Linked DNA regions of Mus musculus: region 2 is linked to region 1. The links are chromatin contacts, called in public HiChIP or PLAC-seq maps. All regions are on one chromosome and are shown on one strand. Each heading gives the region's core, a stretch centred on a gene start, on an enhancer-like site or on the middle of the called end of the contact. The rest is flanking DNA. Distances are from core to core; before and after follow the strand shown.

Evidence for each region. HiChIP or PLAC-seq counts read pairs in DNA pulled down with a chosen protein or histone mark.
Region 2: an H3K27ac HiChIP or PLAC-seq map of regulatory T cells shows a contact between it and region 1, with 3 times the contacts expected there. The contact joins two enhancer-like sites. A contact is called at or near these places in 1 of 39 promoter capture datasets (the 3T3-L1 cell line), 1 of 15 datasets of contacts at CTCF or cohesin (the NIH/3T3 cell line), 7 of 484 Hi-C or Micro-C datasets (the 3T3-L1 cell line, CD4 T cells, Th17 cells and 4 more), 4 of 115 datasets of contacts at active chromatin or transcription factors (T-cell acute lymphoblastic leukemia, embryonic stem cells, kidney and 1 more) and 3 of 9 other capture datasets (adipose tissue, liver and pancreatic islet).

The regions. Positions count from the first base shown.
Region 1 is chr5:110,492,568-110,497,305 of GRCm38.p6, reverse strand. No RefSeq gene overlaps it. Among named protein-coding and RNA genes, the nearest start is that of A630023P12Rik, 20 kb to the left of the region's middle. Within about 2 kb of position 2,730, at least 53 of the 459 cell types and tissues checked have an H3K27ac peak or open chromatin away from gene starts, as enhancers often do. A contact at or near this core is called in regulatory T cells, where this site is marked.
Region 2 is chr5:110,595,264-110,600,001 of GRCm38.p6, reverse strand. It overlaps Galnt9 (polypeptide N-acetylgalactosaminyltransferase 9), which reads right to left. Exons shown (of 11, transcript NM_198306.3): 5 at 3,739-3,936. Among named protein-coding and RNA genes, the nearest start is that of Galnt9, 53 kb to the right of the region's middle. Within about 2 kb of position 2,366, at least 61 of the 459 cell types and tissues checked have an H3K27ac peak or open chromatin away from gene starts, as enhancers often do. A contact at or near this core is called in regulatory T cells, where this site is marked.

The DNA of each region.
Region 1 (4,738 bases), core at 1,481-3,980:
GCTGTTGGCTCATAGCTCCATATCTACAGCCTACTCTAACAACTTCAGGATGTGCCCTGACCAGAGCTGTTTCCCTGCCATTGCTCCTGAAAGGACAATGACCTATCTGACCCTGTGATAGGAAAGCCAGGGCCCATTCTGTGTAACTGAAGCCACCAAGGTCCCTCATGTCCTCACCCAGACCCCATCCAAGGGCTGCCAATGTCTGATGCTTCTGAGAAGTCCAGCCACAGCACTCTTTCCCCACCAGCTTGATAGCTTCTTGCTCTGGGATGGGTGATCAGCATCATAGAAAACATGGACACACATAATGCTCACCTGAGATCTAGAGGTGAGAAGAACCCTAGAAAAAGGATAGAAGGCAGCACCCACCGTAGGGCCACTCTTGCCACTCCCTACATGATGTGGCACACGGGACTAGTGTATGTCTTGGATTTGGAAGGTCCAAGCCATAGGGACCTTATGCCCCTAAACCCTTATCATAGCCAGGGAGCCAAGTTGGCAGTGGGGTAAGTTCATTCTCCAGTCCCTGGTGAGCATAGGTCAGCTGGGATGAGAGGTCGGAGGCCCTGGAAGGTTCTGGCTAAGACCAGCAATGCAGATTTGAAAGCTGAGTAGCTCAGTCAGTATACACCTACCCCAGGTAGAGACATCCCTGTGAAGCTTGCCTGCACCCAGACGAAAGCTAAGGCTGAGGGCATCCTGAGGGACCTGTCCATGACTCCAGTGTAGGAAAAATGCCAAGGCAAGGGACTACTTTCTCTGACTGCAGAGATATCCTCAACTATACAATGTCTTGGTTTCGCTTGTATTCCCGAGGTCTTGCTGGCCTCTTGTGGGCCAAATGAGGCCAGGGATGAGCTGAGCCACCACTGAGGATGTTCTGTGTGACACAGTGGATGTAAACAGACAGAATGCAGGGACACTAATGCTGGAGTTGAACGAATCTGTCCTTCACAGAAGAAAGCATCCTTCCACACCCACTTCTTCATAGTTCACCATAATGCCAGGAACAGGAAGAAAGTGAAGGAGAGGAATTTTTTCCATAGACAGCACAAGACAACCTAGCTTGAGAAAACACAGATTGGGTTTGGTGAGAAGGTTCACCTTCATAAAGAAGTTAGCATTCTGCCAGGGTACACAGAGAAAGCCAAGCCTTGGTATTGAAATGCCCACTGTTACCCACTGTGGCTGATACTCCTGCTTAATGCCTTTCTAATGGTTGTACCCTTTCCCCTCCTCCAGACAGTACCCACCTTCTATGGATGGTTTATACAACAGGATTGAGCTCACAGGCTGAGTCCTGAGCTGCTGAGGGAGACTGAAAATCTTTAGAGTTCCTTGACTTATAGAAGCATTCCCCCCAAATGTGCCTCCTGCTTAAATGGCTTCTTTGTGTCTGGATTGGTGCAAATGTCCATAGTTGGCTTAGAACATGCTACTTCACCCTAAATTCCATCTGCAATGACCTGTACCCCTCTGCCACATTCTGAAGTAGAGGGTGGGACTTCACATGTCCTCTAAGCCCCTAACAGAGGTGGCACGCCTACAATGACTGAGTTGGAATTACTCACAGAGTCTGGGTAAGAAACTCAACATTCCCTGGGGCCAGGGTTAGGATCAAGCCTCAAAAGCAAGGATAGCTGGGCATGATGGCGCACACCTTTAATCCCAGCACTCGGGAGGCAGAGGCAGGCAGATTTCTGAGTTCAAGGCCAGCCTGGTCTACAAAGTGAGTTCCAGGACAGCCAGGGCTATACAGAGAAACCCTGTCTCGAAAAACAAAAAAAATAAAAAAGCAAGGTTAGCCTGATGATGAGCCTACTGGGAACTCCAAGGTTGGGCAGAGACCTCTGCATCAGGGCCTGGCCCTTATACACCAGACACCTGAGGACCTTATTCTATCTAAGTCTTCCTAAGATGCCCATTGCAGCTTCCTGGGAGCCAAGGCCCCTCTAACCAGATGAACCACTATTTCTGGGGCAGGCATGGAGCTTTGTGTCTTTGCAAAGCCCTTGAATGTCTACATCATGTGACAAGGGCTGAAAACCCCCCAAGCACATTCTATGTACACGCACGCACACGCACGTGCTTATGCATACACATAGCCCATCAATTAGCTTCTCAGAACAAAGAAAATCCACTTTGAGATAATTTGCTGCCTAGATGCAGAAACAGTGAGCAGTTTTTAAAGGGCACCTTCTTTTAATTACAAACAGAATTCAAGTGTTGCCCCTGGGCCGCCATCGGCAGTAGTAGCTTAGAGAAGAGATGTGGCCGTAGGCCCCATGGTGCTGGTGACATCTGGGTGCTATTAGGAGCTGAGGCTCCTGGTTCTGCCCAGTATATCTCCTGCCTAGGAATCCAGGCCATGCCGGGCTGTTGGGAAGGGTCTGAGATGTCAGAGTGGTATCAGGTAAGGTCTTCTCTGTCAGTGTGAACTCTGGCGTATCAGCTGCTAAAGTGTAGGCTGCCTTCCCCAGCTGTGTAGACTATTTTTGGTACATTTTAGGCCCTCACCTCTGAACAACAGAAGGACTTCATACACATTAGTCAGGCCTAGGCTTTGGGGGAACTGGAGACCACAACCCTAGGCTGGCTCTGGAACTAGGAAGTCTATGCAGGTTACCAACCTAAGCACATCTTTCTGCCAAACCACAGGAATAATGGGACCCTGAGAGCTATGTAGAGCCTGGACCAATGCCCAGCTATTCTCTCTCAACTCCACTCACCCGTACAAGGAACAAGAACGAGCTGACTGAGAAGGATGAAGAGTGTGTCTGAAACACATGCCCAGACCACACAAAACAGAGGATTCTTCACGTTAATGTAACACATGTATGTGCAAGACCATGATCCTCCCAGATACCCCACTGTTCGTCTGAGCCCTATAGCAGCCCCACTTACTGCAGAAGCTGCTTTCCCGTGTCAGAAATAAGGACCCTGAGGAGTAGAAAGTTATGGTACCATCTGGAGACAACCCAGCTAAAAAGGGAGTCCTAGGATCTGGACCCAGACAGTTCAGGATCAAAAGGGAAGGCAGACAAAGAAAGACAGGCAAACAGAAAGACACCATCAGACAAAGGGAAATAGACAAAGGTAGAGATGAGGAGGCAGAGAGACAGAGAAAGAATAAGAAAGAAGACAAGAGAGAGGAACTTACAAAAAGAGCAGGGACCACATCACAGGCCTAAGCCTGAAGAGGGAGGTATTCTTGTTGTGAGGAGCCCTAGTTGCCCTCTAAGTCAGACTCTGCAAGTCACAGCTGGCCTGCTGCCGGCTTGGAAAGACAGGCCACCCCCTGGCCTAGCTTCTGACCGGTATGAAGGGTGCTGCTGTCACCTTGTGGTCATATCTGGTTCTACATGCCGGGAGCCCACAGGCACTTTTGTTCTCTAACACTGTCCTGAAGTTCTCTAGTGCTTACTACATATAGAAAACCACCATTGGCCCTGCTTCTTGTAGGCTGCAAGGGTTGTTGAGATCCCCGAAGTTGCCAGCTTTTCCAACTGTCTAGGACCTGGCCCAGGGCTCTGTCCATCTTAATTTTGAAGAGAACTGCTCAGGTGTCTTCTACGTGTGTAGAGAAATTGTAATACAGCAACATGGCTACTCTGGCAAGGGGTCACATCCAAAGACTTTCGGGTCTGTAGAAGTTTGAACTTGGTTCTTCCTCCCAGCAACATGCTCCCAGAAATAAGACTCAGATTCAAAATATATTTACAAATACCTTGGCCATATAGCTAGGCTCTTCCCTAACTAGATCACAATTTACTATAATCCATTTACTCAAATCTACATTCTGCCATGTGACTAGTTACCTGTGCTCAGATACCATGTATCTGTCTCATTACATTGGATGAACCCGGGACCTGGCCCTATCCCAGAATTCTTTCTGCCTCCTGGATGTTCCACCTTCTATTCTACCCTTTTCTATAGGCCATAGGTTTTTTTAAATTTTTAATCCATACAATACACAAGATGTTCCCTCTACATAGGTCTGTGTGATCCAGTTGGAACACAGACACACCTTTAATCCCTGGAGATGGAGGCAAGCAGATCTGTGAGTTCAAGGCCAGCCTGGTATACAGAAAGTTTCAGCTAAAGAAAAGCTTAGGTCCAGGTACACACCTTTAATCCCAACACGCAACAGACAAAGGCATGCAGATCTCTGAGTTCTAGTCAGTCAGTTGAGTCAGTGAACTAAGATAGCAGCACACACCGGGCAGTGGTGGCGCACGCCTTTAATCCCAGCACTTGGGAGGCAGAGGCAGGCAGATTTCTGAGTTTGAGGCCAGCCTGGTCTACAGAGTGAGTTCCAGGACAGCCAGGGCTCTACAGAGAAACCTGTCTCGAAAAACCAAAAGAAAAAGGAAAGAGGAGTGAAAGAGGACCCTGCCTCATGCCTTGGTAGAGAGAACCCCAAGGGCAGACCTGTGGGAGAGCAGGAAGATAGGGTTCTGAAGGGTATACAGGAGCCTGCTAGCTAGGGAAGTACAATCGCAGAACAGCAGTGAGACCAGAGGAGAGACAGTGAGCCAGAGGGGAGACATTTGTAATCCCAGGAGAGACAGTGAGCCAGAGGGGAGACATCTGTAATCCCAGGAGAGACAGTGAGCCAGAGGGGACACATCTGTAATCCCAGGAGAGACAGTGAGCCAGAGGGGACACATCTGTAATCCCAGGAGAGACAGTGAGCCAGAGGGGAGACATCTGTAATCCCAGGAGAGACAGTAAG
Region 2 (4,738 bases), core at 1,117-3,616, 100 kb before region 1:
GAATTTTACAAGTTAAATCTCAGGGGCAGACAAATGCCCTTAATCCCAGTTCTGAGGAAGCCCAAAGGCATCCTGATATACATGTCAAGTTCTAGGCCAGCCAGAATTGCATAGTGTGACCCTATTTCAAAAGGGTGAGGGGGCTGGGAAGGAGGAGGAAGAGGAGGAGGAGGAGCAGGAACAGGTGAAGGGAAGAGGGGAGGAAGGAAAGGGGAGGAGAGAGAAGGGGAAGGGGAGGGGAGAGGAGAGAAAGGAGAGGGGGAGGAGAAGGACGGGAAAAGCCATGCCCTTTACTATTTGAGTTAAGATACCATGACAGAGAAGCAACCAAGTGGTGGGACGGCTTTGGAGAAAGATCTAAAAAGCCCAAAGAGAGGGAGGGCACACCCAGACTTAGGCTAACATCAGAAAGAGAGAGACAGTATCAGAGAGAGAGAGACTTTCTGAGAGAGACCCTCCTCAGAAAGGTGGGTAGACCTGCTAGAACCTCATGGAAGTAGAGGTTATGATTGTAACAGGGGCAGGCTTTCCAGGAAAGGACAATACATGATCTCATTAAAGGTTAATTATTCCTTCCCTCTCTTTAGCATGGCGTTAGGTGAATCTGACTTCCTAAAGGATGGTCCCTTTAGCCAGGTCATTGCCCTGCTCAGGCGGCTTAATTAAGGAAGGAGATCATAGCATGTCTCTACCCACAGGCAGATTCCATTCTACTGCCAGTCACACTTTTGAGGAATCAGCATAGATCTCCTCATGTGAGAGAAATCAACCTTGGTCAGGAGCAATAATCAGTCCAGATCCTCAGCTGTGAGAAGCCACACAGGACCAGGCGCCACTGCTCCTGACAACAGAGTAAAACGCTGTCTGATGGGCTCTGTCTTAGATTTCTGATCCTCCGAAGCGAGCCAGATTCCTCCCTGTTACTCCTGATACCATGGAGTGGGTGAGGTGAAAAGTGAGGGTTCTTCCTCCTCTGTTGCTCCTGCTGCAGCACTGTGAGGAAGGTGAGACCCGCCCCCAGCGTCACTCACACCCCAGAGCGAGGGAGGAGAGAGCTGACAGGATTCTCCCCTGTTGCTTCTGCTCTGACACTGTGAGGGAGGAAACCTCTGACAGGATTCTCTCCCACACTTCCTCGTATTCTGGCAGCGAGGGAGGCAGTGTCTGACTGGATTCCCTGTCTCTCCTCATGTGCCACAGGGAGGGAAGCAGTGATGGGTTCCCCACCCTCCTTGCTCCTCGTACTCCAGAGTTTAGGGAGATGAAGCCTTAGACTCTCAAGCAGGAGAGACAATAACATCAAGACAGTTGATGACACCAGATGCATCAGACCAGCTCCAACGGCAAATCCACGGGGGAGAGGATGTCTGTTAGTATCCTCTCCTCTCCTCTGTGACTCCCCCATTCCCTTCCAGAATAAGGGAGGCAATGTCTGCCAGAACTCACCCCGGGTCAAAACACTTGGCTTGTTTCTACAGTGAGCATTTTTAAAATTGTCATTGCAAGCCTTTTTGTGGGCTGTGTGTTCATTCATTTTTGAAAAACCTGCCAAGAATAGAATGTCCGGATGATACAGAGAGTTCTTGCATCTTTACAGGAGACGGCAGTTCTCCAAAGTGGCTTCCGCTAGCCAGGCATGTGCTTCTGTGTGCCCTGCCCCCTTAAAATATTACTGGTCTTCATTTTAAGCACCCTTGTAGGTATGTGGTGGTGTCTCTGCATCTTTTCAGCTTGGGTTTCTGTGTAGCATCTTCCAGTGCTTAGCCATGTGCTTTTTTTTAAAAAAAAAAAAAAGTGGTATCTGTTAAGTCAGCCCCATTAGTTAGCTCGATTTTGGCAGCAGGGTTAACGGCTCTGGGATGATTGTAATAAAGGGTTTTGGGAATCGGCGTCCCACAAGGCTCAATCAGGACATCAAGCTTTGTTCTCCACTGTCTCTTGCATATCCAGACAGAGCCTGGCACAAATGTGGAAGATGCCTCCCATTGGGCCTCGCTCGGACTTCTTCTGATTTCTAAAATGTCATACACGAAGCATTTATCTTGCTACTAATTGGGATCATGAGATGAATCTCGAATGAAGAAAAAAATAACCTTCAGACTGTCACTCTCTGCTTCAATGAGCCCCTTGGGACCCATCTGTGGGCCTGTGCTTTTGGGAAGCTTGGAGCCCAGAGCCCTGCCTAGGAAATCATTGCAGCCCAGGCAGCTCCAAGATTCCTGGTCCATCTTTGAGAAAATGACCTTGTGGAGCTAAGAGGTTTAGAGAGATGGCACTTGGCCAGCTCTGGAAGCTCCTTAGTCTTAGCACTGTAAAACCATTTCCTCTGAGATGACGGTTTTGTTTTGTTTTGCTCTGCTCTGCCCCTCCCCTAACCCCACCTTCCATGCCAAATGATTTCATCTCACAATGCCCGAGTTCTAGATTTACTACCTATAGCTCTTTGTCAGTGGAAAGGAGATGAGCAAAGCATTTCAATGCACTAGTTCTTCAGTCTGCAGGTTCAAGCTGGGCACCAGCTTGGGAGGCCTCAGAAGACCCTCCTACAGGAGCGGCTGGTCCAAGGGACCGCAGCTGCCTGCAGCATTCTAACCAGAAGGTGCCATTTTTACCAGGAGGCAAGGAGGTCATCCTACCAACTCTCACAACCCTGTAGGGAAGTAGGGCAAGGTGCACAACAGCAGCCTGGGCCCAGCAGGACCTGGAGATGTTCAGTCACTCCAAAGACAGTTCTGGAGCCCAGGTAGGTCCCCAGGGGAAAGTGGATGTGAAGGTACAGATTTCCCAGGGGCTCATCAGGTGGTGTGGCTGGAGGTGGAGCTACCCCAGAAAGAGCCTGAAAACCACAGAGACTGTCCTAATGGGAGCAGGCAGGTGAAAGAAAACTGATTGAGTAGGGGAACATCAAAACCAGACGAATGACAGGTAGCAGCAGGGTCTCCCACAGACAAGCTCCCATGTTCCCTGTAGGACAGAGCCCATAATTCTTTTGGATGAATGGGACTCCCAGATCTCATGAAATGGTGGAACTTGCTCCTGAGTCTAAAGAACCAATTAAAACTAAAAGAAAATGCTCCCTAGGGTAATGTGAGGTCAGGGTATTCATTACCTTCACGGAACACAGTCCAGTCATGGGCTGTCCTCTCTGCCCACACTCAGGGCTTCTCCATGGCTGCCTCCTCTGCTCTCCGCTGCTATCTGCTTTTCTGTGTCTCTATCTCTCCTCCTCTCTGTCTCTCTCAGTCTCTTTCCTCTATGCCTCTCTTTCCTCACTGTCTCTCTATCTCTGTCTGTCTCTATCTGTTTCTGACTTTCTCTGTCCCTGGCTGTGTTTTCATGTCTCTGACCTTTACCCTTTCTTTGTCTCTCAGTCTGTGTCTCCCTCTGTTGCTGTCTCTCAGTCTGTCTTGTTTTTCCGTTTCTGTCTCACTCTCTGTCACTCACTCAACCTGTCTGTCTCTGACCTTGCCTCTCCATTGCTATCTCCTCTAGTCTCTCTCTTCCTCTCTCTACCTCTCCTTTCTCCAAGATCACACAGCCAGACAACAATCTAATCTGACCTGGTCATCATTCTGGACTTGGATCTGAGCCAGCCCTGTCCATGTCCCCTGACCATGGCTATTCTGTAATCTTGGCACTCCCTGCCCCTGTGAGTAGGGACACTTGGAAACGATTCTCCCTTTGGTGTTGAGCCAGCTTTGGTGGAACTTCCCAACTCCCACACTGACCCTGGCTCACCTGATGGGCGCTGACTCGTCACCTCGGTCCAGCCAGTCCTGCGGAGGGATGATATACATGCACCACAGGCCCCAGTTGTAGCCGTGGGCGGCGCTGGCGTACTGCTGTACCTCAAACGTGCTGTACTTGATGTTGTCGATGGCTGGCAGGATGATGCGCCGGCGGTCCTCCTGGATCCGTGCGAGGGCGGGCTCAGCCCTGGGAAAGGTACTGGCAATGAACAAGAGCCTCCCAAACCCCCCTCGGCAGCCCAAGGAAGGAGCCCCACTGGCCATGAGTTCAGACCCTTCAGCTGGGCCTGGTATCTAGCTGAGCGTAGGACCCAGTCAGTCATGGTAGACTTGGATTACTAGGAAGGGCTAACCCACAATACTGCCCTGACCCAAGCCTGGTCACCTCCATGGGTCAGCTAGGGCCCTGGGACTACACAGAGAGACTTCTTAGCCTAAACCTACTCTTCCTTCTATTCCTGTACCTGTGGTAAATATGTCCATTTTCAAATGTTAACTGAAGATCTGTTGTGGGCCACACTTACTGTAACAGATTGCATTCATAAAATTAAAAGGAAAAAAATTATCCACGCCTCATGGTGCTTACATATACTGCGTGCGATGCACAGCCTACACAACAGACCGTGGTTAGGGGGATGAGGGTGACGAGGCTTGGGTAGAGGATGTGTGGGAGGGGAAAGGCGCTATGGAAAACAGGAAGCGGTGAGCGGGGTGAGCGCTGAGTTCTAGATGATACCCAGGGAGGAGTACTCTGAGTACTGAGTGGGAGGATGCTAGGGAGCGTGGATGCACAGACAGAGCAACTTCACCAGCCATCTGCACATGTCCAGTATGCATGGGGATGGGCCATAGGAGAGAAGGGCAAGAGAGGCTCTAAAGGCCAAGGCAGCAGGTATTCAATCCATGACATCAGCTGGGCTGGTGCCTATGCAGTGTCTTGGAGGGGACAGGGACAGCCCCAGCCTTTAAAGACATATTATCTACCACAA